Linked DNA regions of Zea mays: regions 1 and 3 are each linked to region 2. A link is a contact called in public Hi-C data. All regions are on one chromosome and are shown on one strand. Each heading gives the region's core, a stretch centred on a gene start, on an enhancer-like site or on the middle of the called end of the contact. The rest is flanking DNA. Distances are from core to core; before and after follow the strand shown. Region 1 holds the start of LOC100382817. Region 2 holds the start of LOC100274128. Region 3 holds the start of LOC109939959 (protein ROS1A).

The links. Hi-C and Micro-C count contacts between places; a contact is called where the count stands out from the background.
Region 1: a Hi-C map of ear shows a contact between it and region 2, with 2.5 times the contacts expected there. The contact joins the promoter of LOC100382817 here to the promoter of LOC100274128 in region 2. A contact is called at or near these places in 3 of 25 Hi-C or Micro-C datasets (ear, leaf and tassel).
Region 3: a contact with region 2 is called in a Hi-C map of leaf, with 2.9 times the contacts expected there. The contact joins the promoter of LOC109939959 here to the promoter of LOC100274128 in region 2. A contact is called at or near these places in 2 of 25 Hi-C or Micro-C datasets (both in leaf).

The regions. Positions count from the first base shown.
Region 1 is chr5:165,470,815-165,475,043 of Zm-B73-REFERENCE-NAM-5.0, reverse strand. It overlaps LOC100382817, which reads right to left and starts at 2,310. Exons shown (of 17, transcript NM_001361683.1): 1 at 2,173-2,310; 2 at 879-1,874; 3 at 60-150. The coding sequence starts at 2,194.
Region 2 is chr5:165,315,836-165,319,803 of Zm-B73-REFERENCE-NAM-5.0, reverse strand. LOC100274128 reads right to left here and starts at 1,632. Exons shown (of 2, transcript NM_001148506.1): 1 at 1,308-1,632. The coding sequence starts at 1,559.
Region 3 is chr5:165,163,549-165,167,737 of Zm-B73-REFERENCE-NAM-5.0, reverse strand. LOC109939959 (protein ROS1A) reads left to right here and starts at 1,312. Exons shown (of 18, transcript XM_020538530.3): 1 at 1,312-1,524.

The DNA of each region.
Region 1 (4,229 bases), core at 1,061-3,560, 150 kb before region 2:
TAGTTCCGGTATAAAACATATGAACATACTAAAATGATATTTATGAATCCTCATTTTACCTTGATAAATTATCAGCAGAATTCTGTGTAAGGAAAGTACCCACCACAGAATCAATTAGGGATCCTCCCCACTGAGAATATTTTCTAGGCCCTGATGAAAGCCATTAATATATTAGAAACCATTTCATACTCATGTATCCCATAGATAGTAGGTCATATGGCTTACTGATTCAATACATCTAACTACTGTAGAAGCAAGACATGTTTTTTGTTCATCAAAATGTGATACTGGTGATAGCCATGAAACAAGTGTTTGTTTCGCCATAGGTCTTTCCAATGTCTATGTTTGAATAACTGATATTTGCTCAGAATTTTTTTTTGCATTCACACATTATTGGATCTTTGGTCAATTTGGAAGCTAACATACATTTAAAAGAAGTATTAAGTCCAAAAGAAGGAAAGGGAAATAGAGGAGTTGCAGCTCAGTGAATAACTTCAACAAATGAAGTTAATGTCTCAATGTAAGAATCGTTTCTTGCTCTAGGCAACAAATTATCCACAGGCTATTTTTTATTTTGTTCTGCGAAATATGAAATTAACTTAACTCTGAATTTCATTTTATCAGTTCACAGTTTTATCAAGAATTCATTTTCCCATTGAGTCCACAATAAAATTTTCATTCTAGCTTTCTGACAAAAATGGAGAAAAACTAAGCTTATGGAGTTACCTGCGACAGTGCAACATTTCCTAAGCTTTTTTTAAGTTAGACAAAAGGCATTTTTCTTCTATGCTGACACTTTTTATTAACGATAATGTGGTCATATTTCTTGCATTTTGCACTTTGACAAACGAAAACATAAAAAGGGATAGAATGATTACCAATTAGATCAAACATAGCATTAATGAATATATCCACAAATTGTTCAAACATTTGTCTTGTTGTATCCCATTCGGGTCCATTGCCAATATCAAAACCTTCAAAACTTTCATTGTCGCTCCCATTCCAATTTGCCAAAACAGCACAAACCCGCATTGTTTCATCAGTAAGGCCCAAAACCTTAGCCCGCAATTTCTTTACATGAGTTAGAGGGCGTGATACCGCAACCGTTGTAGTCCAGTTGTAAGGCAAAAGTGCTAGCTGACCACTTTCCTTGTTTCCTACCATCATTTTCCTTTTTTTCCCTCTCTTGCTCCTCTTATGTGTAGTCAGTTCACTGATTAAACCATAACTCTTGCCAATGCACTTCAAATTAATCATCAGCTCGGCTCTGCTGAAACATGTTTTACTTTCTGATGAATGTAAATCCAAATCTAACTTGCGTCTTGCACTATTAGACCTGTGGGCACCAATATGTTGAATATCATCCTCTGTCATTTTCTTCTTTTTTACTGTACTAGGCGTGGTCACCTTGAGCTTCATCACTTTATCTTTGGCCACTTTGAGACGTTGAACCCCCTTGGTCGACTTCTTCCCCCTCCTCCGAGGTGTGGGCTCCATGTTCTCCGGAGTAGAAGTAGGGGCAGGAGAAGCAGCACCTGCATCTCTGGCACTATCAACACCTTCCTTGTGCTGCTGCTCTTGCTGTGCAACCTTGCCAGAGGACTCGCCCACCAGTGCAGGCAAGGTGCTGGACTCCTGAGTGCCCACGGGATCACAGTCCACTTGGACCAAATTATCCAGTGCGGCGGACTGAGAATGTTCATGGGCATGCAACGGCACCGAGGCAAGGCCATCGCCGTCCACCTTTCCGGGGCCAGCAGCCGTGCTGGTGTACAGAGCAGTGCAGCAATAGCCAACTGCGGTGGTTGTCCCGGACGGTCGAGCTAGCTTGCGGACAATGTCGGGTGTCGCCGGCGATATCCCCAACTGAGGCTCTGATCCAGACAAGGAAAAGAAATCATTATGGATGCACCAGATTTAAGGAGGCTCCCCGCTACCACGGACACCGCACATTAACTGGCAAATACTCAAATTGTAAGATTTTTTTTAGATAGATTGCTTTGACTATGAATGCATATCTATAAGACTTTTGTAGATGCATTGCAGTACAATAATGCCAAAACGAGAAATCCAGGTGAGCCTACAAGTGCATAAGCATAGAAACCAACGCATGCGAAGGAAGAACGAGCAACGAGCCTATCGGCTATGCCCACCGCGGTGGCCCGGACTCACCAAGATCTGCCGCCGCCGCCATGGCAGCAGGGCCCGTGGTCGGAGCGAACTCCGCTGTTGAGTCCTGAAGAGGAAGGATTTGGAGTCCACGCCACGACCTCGCTCTGGATTGTGTGTTGCGGTTTGCGGCAGATATGGTTAGAGTAAAGAAGGGGTCTGTTTTGCTCCGTCCTTTCTCTTCTGCCATTATAAAGGATTACTTTTCTACAGGAAACCGTTTCGTGCGTCGTTAACGTCCTCCCCGTCCGCGCCTTCTCTCACGGTCTCACTGGATCCGCTCCTCGCGCCGCCCTCCCCCCGCGCCTGCCAGGCCCGGCGCTGCCGCCCCCCGCATCGCGTGAACCGGCCGCATGCCCGCATCCCAAGCGCCAAATGCACCGAACGTCCGAACCCGCGTGGAGAGCGCCCGCTCGCAGCTCTGGATAATGATGCTCCCCTGTCTCGCGCCGCCAATAACATACCAGTCTTTCGCGATCTGCTGTAACATCGGCGGACGTTGGACGAAAATTTACGAAAATCACATAAATGTCATGGCTTCCTGATTTAATCAATCATCGAAGATAGATTATATTGTTGCGACAAGCTAGATCTAACTTATGGAGTGGATCAGTGTCATGGTAAAAACAGGGCAAGAGACGGAGGCGTCAAGAAGACGTAGAGTCAGACGACGTTGCATCAGAAATGGATCGGTGGCAAAAACGGGGCTGCGAGCAAACTCGTTTATATGGTATCCAAAATATTAGGGTCAGACTGATCCGGAAGGATTCGATGAGGAGGATCATGACAGGGTTGTTTTAGGCCATGTTCTACACCTTTAGAGCTAATTGTTAACTGGTTCTAGCTGGGTTGGGCATCTAAACCTCTTGGCTAATGTTAGCCACTAGCTATTAGTTTTATAGGTTTGGAACCGGACTTTATACTAAACGAAACTTTAATTTTTTCTACACTTAACACTAAATAACCATTAGGCATAAAAGGGTGTATAAAATTAAGCAGGGTATGACCCACTTTACCTTTTTGGATCCGCCTCTACCTATACTTGCAGGCGCGGGACCTGCTCCACCGCCGCCATGGCGAGGTGTAGACGCCATGGGCCGGTCGCCTCCTGCATGACAGGCTCCTCGCGCTACGCCAGCTCCACCACCCATAGGCGTGGGACCCGCTCCGCCATCGTCATGGGCCAGTCATCTCTTGCATGACCTCTTCCTTCTCGTCGGCGCGCAGGGTGCGTCCGCGAGGCGATCCTGCTGGCGCAGGACTTGCTCTGCCGCCGCTATGGCGAGGTACTAGCGCCGTGGGCCGGTCGCCTCCTGCACGACCTCCTCCTCACGTTGTGCCAGCTCCACCACTCGCAGGAGCAGGACCCGCTCCGCCACCGCGCCGTGCTGACTTAAACCATCGATCTACAACCCCCGCCCCTGCGCTGACCACTGACGCGTCCTAACGTGTCGTCGATCCCTAGGTGACGTTCGATTGCTCTGTCGTGGACTGTGTACTATGGTGACTGAGCAACCTCTGTCGTGGGTAATCTGAATTCATCAAATTTTGATCTTATGTTGGTTTGAAGTTCCTCCTCTACATCTTCCGCAGAACTATTTTGATTTACTTTTTTCAATGAAAGGAAATAAAAGACAGCAACGAACCATGAACACAAAGAAATAGAGAGAGAGAATGTGTTTCTTTTCGGGCAATATTACCAACTCACCAAGTAGCCTTTGAAGGCCTTGTGGACAACGACGGCGGCCTCCACCTCGTGCTCCTGGCCGCAGTTGCACGGGTGCACCTATGACAGCTCCCAAACGACCACGAAGAAGGGGTAACACGCGCAGGTGGCTGGATCTAGATCGAGGTGAGAAGGGTTATACAGTTGCCAGCAACCTCCCGCCGCTTCTACCGCATGCCGTGCATGCTGGGGGAGGTTGTGTGCGGCTCCCGATTGAGGATGACTGGGGGTTTCGGGTCAGGCGTAGGGCGGATGCTGGCGCGGTCGCAGCGAGGCACGGAGTTAGAGGTCACGACATGCACGACGGTTGTTGGTGCGGTTGTGGCTTTCGCGG
Region 2 (3,968 bases), core at 383-2,882:
CTGGTCAAGCGGATTCTTTGTTACCTTTACGACGCTCTTGGCTATGGCCTCACTCTCCATCGGACAGCTCCAGCCTCTCCAGTGGTTTATACTGGTGCTGATTGGGTCGACTACCCTGACAGTCGTTGGTCCAAATCTGGTTACGGTGTGTTTCTTGGCAACAATCTTATCAATTATTCATCTAAGCGTCAGCAGATTATGTCCTGCTTTAGTGCTGAGGCCGAGTACCATATTGTCACCAATGAGGTCATCGAGGCTGCATGGCTTCGTCAATTGTTGATGGAACTTCACTCTCCTCTCGATCAGGCTACTTTGGTCTACTATGATAATTTGGTGTGGTGTATCTAGGGATGATAATGGGCTCTAGATTTTACACTATAAACTTTAAGGATCGAATCACTTATTTATTTTTGAACTAACATTATTTAAGGGCCCTAACTTTTTGTGATGGGGCATTTGGATCGTGATCTATTACCACCCCTAAGTGTATCTCTCCACAGATCCCATACAACATCAGAGTACCAAACATGTAAAGATCCAATTGCATTTCGTTCATGAGCCTGTTGCCTCTGGCCATGTCCGCATTCTGTCCACCTCACCATAGTATGTTGACATCTTCACCAAAGATCTCCCAACGCCAGTCTTAATCAAATTTCAGTCCAATCTTAACATTCGACCTGCTACAGTTTTGATAATAGGGGTATAAACATATTTGCATGTTAGACATTCATGCCTTGCACGGATTCTGTATTTGGCTAATAAGCTAAGTTAGGTATGACTAGGATTAAGAGATCCAATGTGTTACACTCCCTACGTACATGTCGGGTCCGCCAATACACAGAATTATGGCGTTTTCACTGAATGCGGCTAGTTCTAATTCTTAGCCGGGAGCTATATTAGAACAACATCACACGACCACACACCCATACATTGTGTTTGGACTTTGGGGAACATGAACATGTTGAGTTTTCGGTTTCCCAGCATTTATTTTGGCCCAATTCTATGTTTCCAACCAATCAATCTACCAAAAAATAGAAACCCAGATAAACTAACAATTCGGCAGAAGGCTACTGAAATGAAGGCTCCTCTGAGCCCAAATCACGACGCAAAATTCCCCAAAACGAAACAGCACAAAATTCACCTTTACTCCAACCAAAGGAGGACGATCCCTCTCACCCGCGCAACCTTAACGCCCAAATCCCCCACCACTCCAACCAAAGGAGTGCCCCGGATCACCAACACGAGCAGCGCACCATATACAAGAGCCAGACAGCGCAGAGCAGGGAGGTGGAGCCGTTGTTACGCACGTATGTGTTGAGCTGGCGGATGAAGCTGGAGAAGTTGTTGTGCTTGAAGTAGGTAGGCAGCATCCGCGCGGCGAACTCGGGCTGGTTCCAGACGACGAAGCTCCCGTCGGATGCGTCGCTCCATGACACCACCGCGTCGCTCGACGGGTCGTCCACCATCTCGTACGTCTTCAGCAGGAACGGGGCTGGTCCGCCACCGCCGCCACCTCCTCCTCCTCCGCTACCGGGCTCGCGGGCGCCGGCGACCTCCATGACTGGTGCTGCGGCAGCGCGTGCTGCTGCTGCCGCCTGCTGCCTGCTGCGAGTGGGTGAAGGTTGGTGGATCCCAACTCCCAAGTGGAGGGGGGAGTCTCCTCGGCCGCGTGGGCTTGGATTTGTCACCATAATTATTTTCAGCTTGTCGCTGCGGCTTGCTGCGGCTGCAATCCGGCTGCGGCTGCGGCTTCTACAGTATTTTTCTCTCTATGGATTGCAGCTGCAGCAGTCCAAACAGCTGCAACAGTGTCGGCTTGTAGCCAGCCGAACACGCCCTTTGTCTGTCAGTTTCCTTGCTTTTTAGTAGTAGTTCATTATTTGTATACCGAGTAGATAGGAATTTAGGCTTTGCTTCTAGAACGCGTCATCCGAATTCCAAGTCAAGAAACGTGAGTATCGTGACTGTGTGTGAGGGTCAGAGTCAGAGACTCGGAGTTACAATCAGGCTTGAGTTGAAAATCCACTCATGAACTGGAAAACATTGTTGTTTGGATCATGAATTTGACAACAATATATAATGTTATCAAAAGTTTCACCAACTTCATTAAAATGACAATTAGTTTGTTATACCATGTAAATAAAGTAAGGCTAAAGTGGCAAACTAAACATAACTCAGTTGATCTGATTCATTTTGGTGGGACCTACCAACCCAAACTCAATACCTCAATTTAACGTAGGTGCTCATAGTTTTTAGATTTATTTTAGGAATTAACGATGCTATTTTTTAGTGATAGACATTATATCCGATCCAGAATTGGTCGAAGAGGAGGCTACTAAGCTAAGTCTATAAAAAAATTAAACCAAACAAAAAAATATAATTGATGTTTAATATGATATAAGAAGCAAGATACAATTTAAACATTCAAGAAATATGTAGCCTAAAAATCAGTCGATACGAATTCTAGAAATACAATAATCAATACATATCGTTCATTAGTTTATGTTACGAGGTAAATCTATCTTCTGAGTCCTTAAGCCTTAAAAATGCTTCAAAATCTTTCCATCTTTATTATCTACAAACATATCCCGCTCAATATACCATAGCATGTTGTTATTCATCCATTCATTACCCATTTTATTTCTTCTTTCAGTCTTGATAATGTTCATAGCAGAGAAGGCCCTCTCAATAGTTGCAATTGCCACTGGCAAGATTAATGCAAGCTCAACAAGACGATACACTAAACTGAAACATATATGTCTATCTGTTTTAACCACCTTTGTAGCAAGGTGTCCAAGATCATTACAATCTCTAAATCCATCATCACTTGTTCAAATCAAGTGATAGTTTGTGCTTGTTACTCTTGGTGATTGATATTACTAAATGAATGGGTGGTTTATCGATAGTTTGATGATCACACGATAGAGATTGTGGGCGATCCAACTCATATTGTAAATAATTGTGGGTGATTCACTGTACCGGAGTGACGAAGAATCAAACAGTAGAGAGCAATTGAACCTTGAGCGGATAAAGTGGGAGCCACACCCTTGCATGGGTGCACTACACCAAAATAGTGAACTTCCTAGAGCCTAAACCCTAGAAAGTTAGCACTAAACTCTATGAAGTTAGCTAAACCCTCGGAAGTAAAGTCATCCCGTCAGAAGTTTAGCTCTTGGAAATTTTTTGTCGGAAGTTAGCTAACTTCTTAGAGGGCTCTAGGAAGTTAAACTAACTTCCTACGGCCAAAGGAGCCTCTCGAAAGTTAGTAGGTTTCGGAAGTTAGTAGCTTCACGTCGTCAGCGCTGTCAGCGCCATCAGCTGACTAACTTCCTACAACTGACTGTAGCCCGTAGGAAGTTAGCTGGATAACTTCCTATGGCTGAATGTAGCCCATAGGAAGTTTGCTGGCTAACTTCCTACGACCCAGTTGGCCTCTAGGAAGTTTATTTGACCAGCATCACATAACAATATTTAAATCCATAGTCTCATCAATTGCATCACAAAAGTCTCATCCATAGTCATAATAAGACACATCTCATACAGTCATAATAAGAGACAATATCTCATACATAGTCATAATAAAAGTCTCAAGTATCACAACACATAACATGGAAGCTCACGATCGCCGATCACCATCGGGGTACATTGACGAGTGATGGTCGATACCTCCACTAGCGAAGAGGGTTTCGACAAAGTCTAACTCGTCTTCTCGTTGATGTGTCGGCAAGGTAGCTAGAGGGGTCTAATATACATGTACAAATGATATTTGTTGAGTTACATCATAATATAACTAACAACAAGTAAATGATGATGAATTTGCATACCTGATGTTCGGTAAGTGGAGATGTAGGTGTAGGTGGAGGTGAAGACCAAGGATAATGTACGGGAGGTATAAACGATAAAAAAAATCCATGCTGACACACTAAAAGAAGTATATAATGTCGTAGCTCGTGTCTGCAAGCAAAAGA
Region 3 (4,189 bases), core at 63-2,562, 150 kb after region 2:
AATAATGTGAAGGAGGCCAGGAGCCCAGGAGGGAGCGCACGGCTGGAACATCAAATCAAACTCGGGCAGAAGGGCTCACCGCTCACGCACGGCTGCTCGCCTGCTCGGGCTGTCGGACACTCGGCGGCTGTCCGGCTCGGTCTCGGCGGGCGGCGGCTCCAGGCGACTAGGCGAGGTGCGGCAGTGGGCCAGCGGGCAGTGGGCGTGCGGCGGCCGGCGGCGGTGCTCCGGGCGTCGGGTCGGGGCGTGGACGCGTGGAGCCGTCAGCCGTGGGCGCCTGGGCGGTGGCGCAGACGCGCACGCACGGTGCCGGCATGCAGCGTGCCGCGGTGGGCAGTGGCCGGTAGACGGTGGCCGTGTGCGCCCGTGCGTGCCTGCTGCTACGGCTCTGGCTCTCCTCGACGCGGCGGCGGCTGGACGGCTGGTTAGGGTAGCGAAGATGTGGGGCTGATGGCTGAGGAAGCTGCTGCGCTGGGCTGGCGGCTGAAAAGCTGGGTCTCTCGTTATTGGGCCGCGACCGGGGCTGCAGCCCAGGCAGCCCCGGTCGTAAATCCGCCCCTGCATCGACCTGTGCAGCTGCTGGCCGCAGTGTTTGTCAATATAGATTGGATTTAAGTATCGAGACATTCACCACAGAATGGAAGCGTAGGGACAAACATGGGTCCTACGAGTTTATAAAAGCGGGAGATTCGTATCGACCTGTGCAGCTGCTGGCCGCAGTACCGTAAAACCCCCGCGGACCCTACCGAACCCCTGCCCAAGATTCGCTGCCGCCCACCGAATTCGGGTCCAACAATCGACCCTGCCCTGCCAGCCGTCCGATCCGCGAGGCGCGCCATCACTTCATGCCACCCGCGAGGCGGGCGCAGAAGCGGAAGGCCTTCAACGGCCGCGGCCCGCGGGGACGAATCGGCCAGGCGAATAGGCACGCGCGAGGCGACAGGTGGTGGCGTACTGCGTGCCCGCCACCGCCAGTCCCGAGCTTCGGCCCGCCAGTGGCCCCAACCTCGGTGCGAGCTGAAAAACACGTGCCGGGCTTGCCGGCTGGCCGTGGCCTCGCCCTGGCGGTGAAATGCATCGAACGCGCAACGCGCGCCAGGGAGATCCCTACGACTGCACGAGTGGAGGGTCCACCAGGCAGTGAGAGGTTCATTCCTGTACAGCTCGTACCGCTACTAGTACCCACTCTCTCTGTGCCCCCTCTCCTTTCTCTCTCTAGATAGACTGTGGTTCCTCTCACCCAGAGTCGCAGCGACCCAACCACCTCCCCCCCCCGTCCCTCTCTCTCTCCCTTCTGCTGGTCTAGTTTTGGTTTCCCTCTCGCTTTCCTTCGCTCCTAGGCGCGGCTCCGGCGGGCGGAAGAGGAGGGAGAGGCAGGCGGCGGCCCCCGGCAGTTCCTCCGTCCGCGGAGCCCAGAGGGAGGAGGGGGAGGCCTGGTCTGGGGCTGTCCGCTGAATCTGCTTCTCCGAAGATCGGGTGGACCACGGGACTCGGCGGGCGCGCCCGATCTGCTCCGCCGTCGAGGTGAGCTTCTGGAGGGTATGTGGTTGGTCTGCGTTCGCCTTCCGCTCTCCTGCGTGCCGAAATGTGGGTCGTGTTGCGGGGAGCCTCGCGGGTAATTTCGCCTGTGGAGGAGAGAGGAGCTCACTCTGTTTTCCTTTTTTTCCCTCTCTGGGTCGCTGAACAGGTTTTGGTTCGTTCGGGAGGTGTTCTGGGTGGGCGAATCGCGTTTTTGTCCGCCTCAATTTCTATTTTGGGTTCGGCTTCCCAAAGTTCCGCAGTAGGAATGGTTTAGAGGCGAGATAACAGAGGAGGCAACGGGTTTAGAGATGGGGCGAAGGCTCTTGGATTTCCTATAGAATGCTGCTCCGCCGTGCTGCTGCCTAGACATTTTTCTGATGAATTACTCTTCTAATAATTGCGTGAAAGAGTGTCCCAATGTCAATATAGTTTCGATTTGGAGTATCGAGGCATTCTTAGTCGTTGCCTCATTGGAGAATCAAAATCTGCGGGCCACTTCTAAAAAAAGAGAGAATTGTGGGCCAAGGTGCACATGTCCGGAAAAACTGTGGGAGCTAGATTGAGTTCCTTAGTTTGCATTGGTGATAAAATGCTGAGTTTGCTGCTATTGCTTATGTGTCATTGTACTATACTATGATATGCATGTTGTTTGACATCATTTGTGGTCTCCTTCTCATAGTCGGGAGTTATAAAAATAGAAAATGTTGGCGCTGATTTGGTCACCAAACACTATAATGAACCGTCTGGCAGTACTTGACACCTTTAGATGATGTAGGGTTGAATAAAGTTGAAGATCTTTAGAGCACTGAGTCACCACCACTTATTTGGGACGAAACAACAATGAACCCTAGGACCTTCTCGTGATGAGCAATACCTTGAGTTCGGCCCCGCGAGGTGAACGGTGGCGGCGGTCCATGACTAGTCGCCGGGTCGCCTGGCGGTGCTCGCTGTGGCGACGCGGACGGTCCGTGGCTCTGGGTCGGGCGGTCCGCGACCTGGCGACAGAAGTGGCTTATTCAATGCGCACTGTCCGGACGGTCCGTGATGGCGCAGGGTCATCTTCTTCTCCTCGTAGAACCTAGATCCCGCCCCCTGGAGGAGAGACCTTAGGGTGCTCTGGGTCAGTAGGTCACCCGGGCGTCCCCAGACGACGTAAAGTCGTCTTGGAATTAAGAGATCAATTTGAGGAAGAGGTCTTGAGTGAAGTAGATGAAGTAGATGTTGCCCCTCAGGAGGGGTAAGATCCTAGGGTCATCTTGGGGTCGGCAGGCCACCCCAGGACGGATCTAGACAACGTAGAGTCGAATAGGTTGGAGGTGGATATGCGGAAGTCTACAACTAAAGCTACGTTACATCTACTCCTAGGGCAGGAAAGGTAAATAAAGTAGATAGGTTCGATTGGAATGTGTTCGGGGGTTCTCAATCGGTCCTACCCCTTCATATATATAGGGGGATGTCTGGACCCGTTCCTAGGTGATAGCCAACAAATCCCACGTGATTAGATAGATAACCATGCACGAGATAAGTATAATCACCTGAGTCAATTTGATCGCGGGGGCGCGGACCGTCCGTCACTTTTGGTGTTCAACAGAAACGAAACTAAAGCTTAGTTCCAATGCTAATGACTAAATCCTCCATGTACACGACTGACGTTGTTGGAGTTGGATAACCGCTTCCACACGTTATCACAACCCACAACCATTGCTGAGCAAAGTTTGGCTCTATAGTCTATAGTCTATAGATCATAGTATGCAAAGAAAGACATGAACACATTTTAAGCTTTGCTAAGTGAAGAACAAAATGTAGCATCCAAGGAGTTGTTCAGGTATCCAGAACATGCATCTGAAGCCCTATATGCATGCTGTTGGTGGTGCTGGTTTAATATTGGGACCAAGGAGCGTGGGTCATTCTGCACATTGCCAAATAGTTCAATATAAGGTTAGTTTCAAACCGTCGCAAGAGTTGGGAGTTCTTCATTTGGAAGTGTGACCTGGGAACACATGCAGTTGCATTGGCTGCAAAGCCTTTGGTGCATTTATAAGGAGAGTGGGCCCAATGAGGCCATGTGTAATATATAGGTTACCACAAATTCTTATAATGTAGACATGACATTGATAGGAGAGTTGGGTGTTGGGGAGAAGGCCGAGTAGGACCCTGACCATCGGCCTAGTCGATATCGTCTAACCAATCATCGGACTTCATCCCAAGGATGCAGGGTTCGCCGAGGGCCACAAAGGCTACAACGAAGACTTTGCTCTGTGGGAAGCAGACCTGTTGATACGGCCGATTAGGACCTTGTCCGCTCGGTCCATCGAAGACCCTAAAGACTACGACGAGGCCTTTGTTCGAACGACAAGGCGAGGGAAGGCCCTGAGAGGTGGGCTTCACTTATCTGTGTCGAGGACACAGAGCCTGATTGAATGTGGCGGTCGTACTACCGAGGACTTTGCCAATCCAAGGACATCCCAGAAGGTGCTAGGGACTTAGGACCTGTCACTCGGACGGTGCGTATGGTCCTTGACGAAGACCTTGAAGGCAGCCCAAGGAGATCGCAAGGGATAGCGTCGAGGCTACTGCACAAATGTGGGGTCCCCTTAGTTGGAGGGAGGCTCAGCTAGTCAGGAACATGCGCAAACTAGTGCTGGTGCGGGTATGTAATTGGGTGTTT